3 separate regions of the Mus musculus genome follow, and all the other regions are linked to region 2. The links are chromatin contacts, called in public HiChIP or PLAC-seq and promoter capture Hi-C maps. All regions are on one chromosome and are shown on one strand. The core of a region is the stretch at or near the end of the contact, and the rest is flanking DNA. Distances in the headings are between cores, read along the strand shown. Region 1 has its middle 11 kb from the start of 1700047G03Rik. Region 2 holds the start of Pdzd2 (PDZ domain containing 2). Region 3 holds the start of Zfr (zinc finger RNA binding protein).

Region 1 (2,946 bases), core at 231-2,730, 760 kb after region 2:
CCTAGAACACATCTGAAATTGTGTGTTCTAGAAAATGCTAGGACGTTATAGTTTTAACTGTCCTGTTGATGGGTTTAGCTTCCGGCCTAGTTTTGTTTAGTTTCCTATTGCTGTGATATAATACCCTGGCAGAAACAAGGGAACAAAGGCTTTGTATTTGTTCGGCTTAGAGGTTCAGAGTGAGCATCATGATGGGGAAGACGTGTGGCAGCAGGTAGGGAAGGCACAGGGACAGGAGTAGCAATCTGGCTGGTCACAGTGCATCGAAGGTCAAGAAGCAGAGCAAGGACAGCAAGTGGGCCACACTAAGAGGACGGCACTCAGTGGGGACATTGGGGGCAGTTGAGGGAGTTGTGGGAGGGATAGCACTAAGGATGTTTGAGAAAGCCATTTGGAAATCATGCTTTCTAAATTTACAAATACATCTATATATACAAGAGTTTAGCTGGAGCTACCCTACGTAGGTTGCCTAGTATGGGATGCCTCTCCTTGAGTTGTTGGTCAGGTGACCCTCCCACCCACCACCACAAAAAAAAAAAAAAAAAAAAAAAGGCTGTTGCTCATGTTTGCCCATCAGAACCTGGTAAGACCCCGCTGCTGAAGACATCATATTTGGTAGCAGGACGTGGGGAAATCTCTGGCCAGCTTTCATAGTACCAGAAGGTGCAATGTAGGCTGTAGGGGGTAGGGGGCGTGAGTCAACAGTTTTACTTGAACTGTGAATTCTGGGAGCTACAGTAGTGACCATTGTGCCAAGATAATGGCTATGGGTGCAGCAGTTACATGTTACAGGAGTCACCATGGGTGCAGCAGTGACATGTTAAAGGAGTCATGACTTTCTGGTTGGAGTTAAGGCCCAGTGCCTAGGAGGAAATGTTAATCTGGCCAAGAACTAATGGCTAAGAGGTTCCAAGTCCCCACTGCTGCGAACCATAGTGGATGTACTACTGCTGTTCTGCTAAAGGGTCATAGTAGCAACGTGTCCTTTAAATTTGCAGCTCTGTCTTCATGGGAGAAGTCTCTCTGTGCAGTAGACACTGGTTAATGCAGAAACTCATATCTGACCAATACAGACATTATCTAGGGAGCGCTCAGTCGTAGATAGGACACCCATGTATAACACCCCTTTCCACCGGCTTGACTCCTCTAAATAATCCTGTCAGCACAAACTGGACTAGGTAGGTTATAAAAGAAATGAAGTTAGGATGGGGGTAGATTTGGGAGGAGTTGGGGGTGGGATGGCTATGATAAATGTTATGTGCAGGTATGAAATATATATACTAAAAGTGAAAGCCAAACCTTAAAGCCTTCTCCTGTGACAGATTCCAGCAAGGAGCTACCTCCAAAAGGTTACATAACCTCCCCAAAGAGTGACACCAGCTGGGGACCAAATGTTCAAACACACGAGCCTATGGGAGAAATTTCATGTCCAAAACACAACAGCTTTATTTTCTAAAAATGCACATTGGTATAAGAATGGTAAGAGAACACTTAAATACTCCCTCCCTCAGACACCCGTTCAAGACAGTCATGTTCCCAATGTCTTCTAGGGAAAGCTTTCAATCTAGGATTGGGGATCATTTAATTATGCCTTTTGATTTATTCTGGGAATTCTTTTTTCTCGATTTTCACAACTGTCATTTCTGAGATTTCCTAAGTGAGGTTCACTGGAGCTGACGACTCGTGGGGGGAAAGTGGAAGCTGTCAAATGCGGGAGAAAGTCTGTAGTTGGAAAAGTAGGTTGTCAATTAGGTGGCCCGTGTAGGCTGTAGAGGCGTGCAGGGCATGGGTGGGCATCCGAGAGGAGAAAGAGTTTACCTGCCTTCTTTTATCAAACACTTAGGTTGAGTCGGCTGGTTTCACGTTCCTCTCCTTGTGGGTTGTCCTGGCGTGACTTTTGAAATGCCACCCTAGACCATCAGCACGTTTTTATGCCTCAGGTTTGAAAGTGTCTTCTGGGGTTCAAGTTTGAATATGAATCCACTAAAAATACTCTCAGAAGTCCCAAGGCTTTCTTCAGAGACGTTAGTAACAGGATTTTTGTTATCTAGGCATCCATACCCACATTCATGTAACCTGGGAACTCTGCTGCTTTTGAAGATGAGAAATGGCTTCTTGCTCATTCTACAGCCATTAGTTATTAGGCAGAGGAGGCTCTTAGAAACTCTTGATAATTCAGCACAATTGAGTCCTCATGGTGGTCCCTGAAATAGAAGCCGCTTTCATCCGAAAAGCATCTCAGAAAGGTTGATGGTGTACACATTAGAGATGAATCCGAATTGCATCCAAGACTGGGTTTGCTAACTTATATTTATGTGCTTACTTTTTTGGGTCAGGGTCTCACTGTGTAGCCCTCGCTGGCCCAGAACTCACTACATACACCAGATGGAATTAACAGACATCCACCCATTTCTGCCTCCAGAATGCCAGGATTAAAAGCATGCATCACCATGCCTGGTCCACAGCTTTTCCCCCCTGTCTTTTTAAAACTGTAGCAGTAATCAGGGATGTGTGGGAGGGCACAGCTTAAGATTGCTTAGGATTCCTTCCTCTAAGTGTTGAAAAGTTGAACTAGACAGGTTTGCCTGCTAACTTTGTAGAACTATCCCTTACTGTGAGCTGCCCTGTGGGGAGCCTGTTATATACACAGATGTGGGTTAGGAGTCCACATTTATTGAGAACAGGGCTAGAGAACCATGGGTAGCAGCTGTGGGGCATTTATTTCTCCACCCGATTTTCATTCTCTGAGAAACGAAAAAACAAAACAAAAAAACCAGACAACATTTTGTACAGGAAGAAGTCGAGGTCTCCAGAGAATCGCTGATGTGGTCCAAATAGCAAAAGTGGCAGGGGTGGGATTTGAACTCCCATCTTTTAACTCTAAACCTTGAGCCCCTATTTACTTATGTCCTTGTGTAGCAGGCACAGGAGGATGGCAGAATTTTT
Region 2 (2,890 bases), core at 38-2,537:
AGGCGGTGAAGACTGCCGTTTATAATACCCAGGCCTGGATTTGTATAGACATTGATCTCTGTGGATTGGGAATTATAAACGCCAAGGAAAAGCTGAATCCAAGAACCCCAACACTTGCTGAAAATACTATCTAGAAACGCCTTGGGTCTACTCTGGTCTCTGGTGCTGAGGGACACTCCATGAGGGCTGCAGGTGACGTAGCTGCTCTTCCAAGAGAGCAGCTCTTAATGCTTTGCTGGGCAAATCTAGAGCCTAGCCATGCTCCAACGTATCCTCACCTCCCTCAAAGCAAAAGATTTCCAATTACTGTTCTGCAGAAAATGTCAAAAGCATTATTCACCAACTCATGATCCCGAGGTTTGTAATTTTTCCTATGTTTTTACCCTTATCTGCCAGCACTTGAAAAAGACCAGCTTTTTCCTCTCAAGAGAGCTTAATTTGCAGAGCCGTGCGGTCTCCCTATTATGTTCTTATCGTCCTCTCCCTGTGGTAGGCAGAATGACAAGGATGACAAAAAAAAAAAAAAAAAAAAAAAGGGAACCAAAAATATTTGAAGACTTCCTGAAAATCTGTGGGATGAAGCATCCAAAAAGCTAGAGGCTCCCGTTTTCCCAGTGACCTGGAATAAAACGAAGGGCAGTTGGCCTTAGCTCTTGAGGTTCACTCAGAAGGAGGTTCACAACGTCCAAATCCTCCATCCTGGGGCCCATGGAATTTCCTCTAGCGGCTTAATTGAAGGATTAACAGCTCTGAGGTTCTTAAGACGCAAAGAGGTTCTCTCTCCCGAGGAATGCTCATACCAAGACTATATTAAGTATCCTAAGGACCAGAGGCCAGTGGATGGATGGTTGGCTTTTCTCCGGTCTCCCTGGGCCTCCCCACCCAATCTCTGATAAGGCAATTGACATTTTTCTCCGCTATGTGCTATGTTAAGTGCTATGCAAAAGGAAATTAAACCTCCTAGCTCTAGTTCTTCCACCTAGATGGCGCCCCAAGCCCTGCCTACATGGCGTTTCTGAGCCGCAGTCTCCCTGGATCGGTTCCTCCCAGGATCCCCAGGAAGCCGGCGCACTAGGACTGCTGTTTCCCTGGGAGAGCGGTCCTCCCCGCTCAGGGGCTTGCTCGGGGGAATCCCCGCCCACCTTGTCATTCCTGCAGGGGAATCCCCGCCCCCTGGGCCTGTCACTCCGGGAAGGTAGTTCCCGCCCCTCGGATCCAGCAGAGGGAAGGAATCCCCGCCCATTCTGGAGGCTCGGAGCATCCCTGCGCTGCGCAGCGAGAAGCTCACTCCCAGCGCCAGTGCGTACTAGCGGCGGGCAGTGGGACGCGGCGGGGCGGCTGCGGCGGGCGCCCTCCAAGCGCCCCACCGATCGCAAGACGCTCGGGATCGCGCCTCCGGCGGCAACCAGCAAACCCCTGCGGCGCGGCTTCTCCCGGCAGGCGCGGCAACAGCACCGGTGGTGGTGGTGGCAGGGGCGGCGGTAGCTGCGCCGGCACCGCCGGGCGGCGCCTGAGTCTGGACGCTCCAGGAGCGGCTCGAGCCTCCGCCGATCCGCGAACAGGTGAAGAGACCTGGCGCCGCAGCCGCGACGGGGGTGGGGCTTCGGGTGGGCTAGCGGGGTAGCTGAGCTCGATAACCCCAAGACGGTGTGCGCTGGAGAAAGTTCAGTGACAATCGGGTGTGGGGATCCCAGTTCAAGCAAAGAGGCGAGTGAGGGCACCCAAGTGGGTCCCCGCGTTAGGTGGCGCAAACTCCTCTTCCTTCTAGTGGGAGGTAAGAGGGGCACAGTGGAGGAGAGAGGTTGGGCGGAGCGAGATGGAGACAGCGGGATAACCGGAGGCGCCTTGCCTGGGACGCCTAAATCGGGCCAAGAATCCTTATCCCAGTGTGTTGGTTTGTCTCTCTACCTTAGCCAGTTACTGTTTTAAGGACCATCCTCCCGCGCTTCATCTCTCGCTAACCCCCCTGCCCACTAAGTGGCGCGAGAAAGAGTCCGCATGAAGAGCAAGGGCATCTTTGGGGGTTTAATGTCATCTGCCAGGGAGATAAGGGATGTTCCAGTAGGAAAGTATTTCTTCCTGAAGTCCCCCCCCCCAAAAAAAAAACCACCTGCCCGCCTTTCCCAATGAAGCACAAGACTGAATTGTGGTGGGGGGAGCATCTAGGACCCTGGACAGAAGTTTACCAGCGGCCCTTCAGCAGCCCTGCTCTCTGCATAGCTCTTGATAAGGGACCCTGGAGTCACACCAGGTCTGGCATGTGCTGGTGGCAAACACTGGAAAGTCGGACACTGGGGCATTCCAGAGTCCAGGCATATACTGGAGATTTGGGCATTGTGGAGGCCTGAGCTGGGGCTTGCCTCTTCCATGGGTTTTGCTTGACAAGTCACAATGAAGCTCCTGAAGGTTAAGTGGTTGTGGAGTGACCAAAGAAAGTGAGTTTCTCTTGCAGACACACCCCTGAATCTTCACAGCACTTCTCTTGGGGGGGGGGGGGGGGAGGAACCTCCCACATTCATCTCTGCTCCAGGCTTGGGCGATAGGGTCTCGACTGTTTCTACTGGGTCAGCTTTTTCTGGCCCGTGCCTTCTGGGTGGGAGCCAGGTAGGTACACGCTGGCAGGTGTGGTGTGGGAGGACTGCTTGTGAGGGCGGAATAAAATCTCTCAGAGCACACCCCTGGCTGTGGGTGGTTGTTCTAGCTCCATGAATTTCTTCTTCTATTTGGATGAGCCAGGAACTGCTGCTACTATAAAAGCTACACCGTGGTGTGAGCTTGTGTGGTGTGTTACCGGGTAGGAGTAGCAGGGCTGGTAGGTGTTGGGAAAAAAATCAGAACCATGTGAGGTATATAAATGCATCCCCTTGGCATAGTTAATAACCGCCTAGAA
Region 3 (2,719 bases), core at 57-2,556, 620 kb after region 2:
GCGGGGCGAGGGGCAGGGGGGAAGACCTCAAAGGAGAACCACCGGTCCACTTGGAGCCGTCCTCAATGGCTCCAAAGGCTACACACGCATCATCTACCCTAGGAACTTCGCACATCTTTTTCGGTCTAACAGCTAAACGATTCACAGGTGGTTGGCATATTAACATCTCCGCGAGCAAGAAAACCCAAAGGGAATGAGATGGAGGCGATGACGCTGGCAAAGTGGCAGTTAATCTGAGGGGCTGGGGGCAGGGGGGTGGTTGGTGGCGTCGGGGACCCAGGGCCAAGGGAAGGTACCGACAAAGACCTGCTGTGTGATCTGGGCTCCGGGGGCGTCGCGGTAGAGGCCGCTGACTCCGCACTCCGCGCGAGGCCCCTCGGCTCACTCTCTCTCCATTCCCCGAGCCAAAGGGAAGATAAGAGGTGGGGGGGTGACAGGGTGGAGGCGGGGACCCGGGAAGCCGAGGGGCCGCAGCGGGCGGCTCGGCTCCGCTCCAAGGCCGCGGGAGGCCATTTTACCTCCGGGGCCGTCCAAGGCCCTCCACGTCCCCAACCCCTCCGCAGTCATCCCTCCCCCGTCTCGGCCCCTCCGGGGGCCGCTGTCCGCCGGAGCCGGAGGCCGAGTGCGACACGGCAGGGAAGGGCGGGTGTGGGGAGGGTGCGGGGGGCTCCCGGCCGCGCCTGCCGCGGGGACCCGGGCTCTCGGGGCGGTGCGGCGGGGGCGGGGGCGGATGCGGCCGCGGGGCCGGAGCGTCGGCGGGAGCCGGACCGCGGGGCGCGGAGGGAAGAGGAAAAAGGGAGAAGGCGGGGAGCCGTTACCTATACTGGGCCGCAGCCGCCGCCGCCGCCGCCCCGCTGTGGGTGAATCCAAAGTAGTTGCCGGTCGCCATTTTGGCATCTTCCCCCAGCCGGCTGGGCACTGCGGCGGGCACGGAGAGTCAGGTCCCATGGCGGGAGGGCAGCCGTCAAGGGGTCGGGGTGCCGAGGGATGGCAAGGGAGAGAAAAGGGGCCGTGAGAAGCCGCCCTGGCCGGCGGGGACCGCGGCCGCGCCGCCGTCCGCCTCCCTCCCCGCACTCCCTCACTCACTCGCACGCCCGGGTGGCGGCCGCCGCCTCCTCCCCGGAGCTGGCCCCAACCCCCGCGCCTACCCGCCGCCCAGGGCCGGGGCAGGGCATGGCAGAGGCCTCCACGGGCCACATTTAGACTCACCATAGGTGAAAGAAACTACAGGGCATATGGGAATCATGGGCTCGGGCTGCTGCTGCTGAACTCTGAACTCTCACCCGCTGCCTCCCTCCTCTGCCCCACTCCTCCTCAGCGGAGAACAGACCGCCGCCGCCGGCCGCACCGCGCAAGCGCGCTAGTGCGATGCATCCTGGGAGATGTAGTCCTTACGCCCCGCGCCAACCCCCCCACCCCCCACCCGGGGGCTGGCGCAGGGCCCCCCGAGGAGCGGATTTCTGGGGTGCGGATGTGGGGTTCTCTCGTGGGACTACGGGCCCGGCCTTATCCTAAGCGATGGTGACTCGCACCCGCTGCAGGGAGGCTACAAGGCGGAGGAAGAGCGCCTCGCTCGGCCGCGGGGGAGTCGGGCAGCGTGACCAGATAGCGTGACGTCTGTTGGCCTTTTCGCCGCCTTACTTTTTCACCGGTTTCCTTTACTTTTGCGGCTGCGTTTGTTCTCTCTTTCAGCCCTCCTCTCTCCTTTAATTTCCATTAACATTTGAGCTGGCCTAATTCCTGTTGCTTGTCACTGGCCTTTGGAAAGGGGAGGAGACAACGATGGGGGGGAAAAGAGCAGAGGAAGTGCTGCACCAAGCATCTGCCCAGAACCCTGCCTGTCACAGGGGTCACACATTTTGCCAAGACCCCGCCCCACCTCACAGACAAGGAGCCTTTCAGGGTCATGTTGGCGGCCCCCAACAAGGTGTTGGGCGTTGTAGATGCCAGAAACGAAACGTGACATGTTGTAGGAGCAAAACAAAATCCCTGTTCACATGGAATTTTTGTTCTGGGAAGTCTTATGACACACTAGAGCCAAAAACATAGAAAATGTGGTGGGTGGGACTGGAGTATTAGGAATAAAAACAGGACAATGAAGATAAGGGGAGTTCGGGCGGTTAGGGCAAGCCCTGGAATAGAGACCTGACAGAAGCAAGAAAACCACCCAGGTAGCTACCTGGAGGAAGGGCAGTGGAGAAGTCTATAGAGTATCAAGGAAGTCACTCTGGCTAGAACTGAGTGCGGGGATGACCAGTTCAAATGTCTTTGTGAGAGTCTTAGATTTCCTGGGTAGAGGGGCATACACCTATAAATCCCATCATTGGAGAGGCTGAGACAGGAGGATTTCCCAGAGTTCTAGACCTGCCTACACTACAGAGGGAGACAGTGTTTCAAAATAGAAACTACCCACCTATTCACTCCTTACCTGAGCTTCAAAAGAGTGCCAGGTCTCCCTGGGTCAGGATCAATACTTTATAAATAGTTCTTTACTGCATGCAACTGTGTCTTCATTACAGATGCTTTAGTGTTATCTCTGTATTGTCTCAGGCCATTTTCAGTCACACCTCCCCCACCTCCACCCCCCCCCCCCCCGCCCATTTCTTTTCTACTGCTAGGGATGGAGCTGAGATGACCTGAGCTAGCGATCGTTCTCTCTCTCTCTCTCTCTCTCTCTCTCTCTCTCTCTCTTCTCTCTCTCTCTTTCTCCTTTAGTTAG

Evidence for each region. Promoter capture Hi-C pulls out the DNA fragments that hold promoters and counts their contacts. HiChIP or PLAC-seq counts read pairs in DNA pulled down with a chosen protein or histone mark.
Region 1: a promoter capture Hi-C map of hippocampal neurons shows a contact between it and region 2, with 4 times the contacts expected there. The contact joins the enhancer-like site here to the promoter of Pdzd2 in region 2. A contact is called at or near these places in 5 of 39 promoter capture datasets (the 3T3-L1 cell line, embryonic stem cells, hippocampal neurons and 1 more) and 1 of 484 Hi-C or Micro-C datasets (the N1E-115 cell line).
Region 3: a contact with region 2 is called in an H3K27ac HiChIP or PLAC-seq map of extraembryonic endoderm stem cells, with 9 times the contacts expected there. The contact joins the promoter of Zfr here to the promoter of Pdzd2 in region 2. A contact is called at or near these places in 2 of 39 promoter capture datasets (hematopoietic stem and progenitor cells and hippocampal neurons), 3 of 484 Hi-C or Micro-C datasets (embryonic stem cells and uterus) and 1 of 115 datasets of contacts at active chromatin or transcription factors (extraembryonic endoderm stem cells).

What each region holds. Positions count from the first base shown.
Region 1 is chr15:11,976,840-11,979,785 of GRCm38.p6, reverse strand. No RefSeq gene overlaps it. Among named protein-coding and RNA genes, the nearest start is that of 1700047G03Rik, 11 kb to the right of the region's middle. Within about 2 kb of position 1,480, at least 4 of the 459 cell types and tissues checked have an H3K27ac peak or open chromatin away from gene starts, as enhancers often do. A contact at or near this core is called in hippocampal neurons, where this site is marked.
Region 2 is chr15:12,738,289-12,741,178 of GRCm38.p6, reverse strand. Pdzd2 (PDZ domain containing 2) reads left to right here and starts at 1,287. Exons shown (of 26, transcript NM_001081064.2): 1 at 1,287-1,562.
Region 3 is chr15:12,116,438-12,119,156 of GRCm38.p6, reverse strand. It overlaps Zfr (zinc finger RNA binding protein), which reads right to left and starts at 1,306. Exons shown (of 20, transcript NM_011767.2): 1 at 1,210-1,306; 2 at 819-918. The coding sequence starts at 1,246.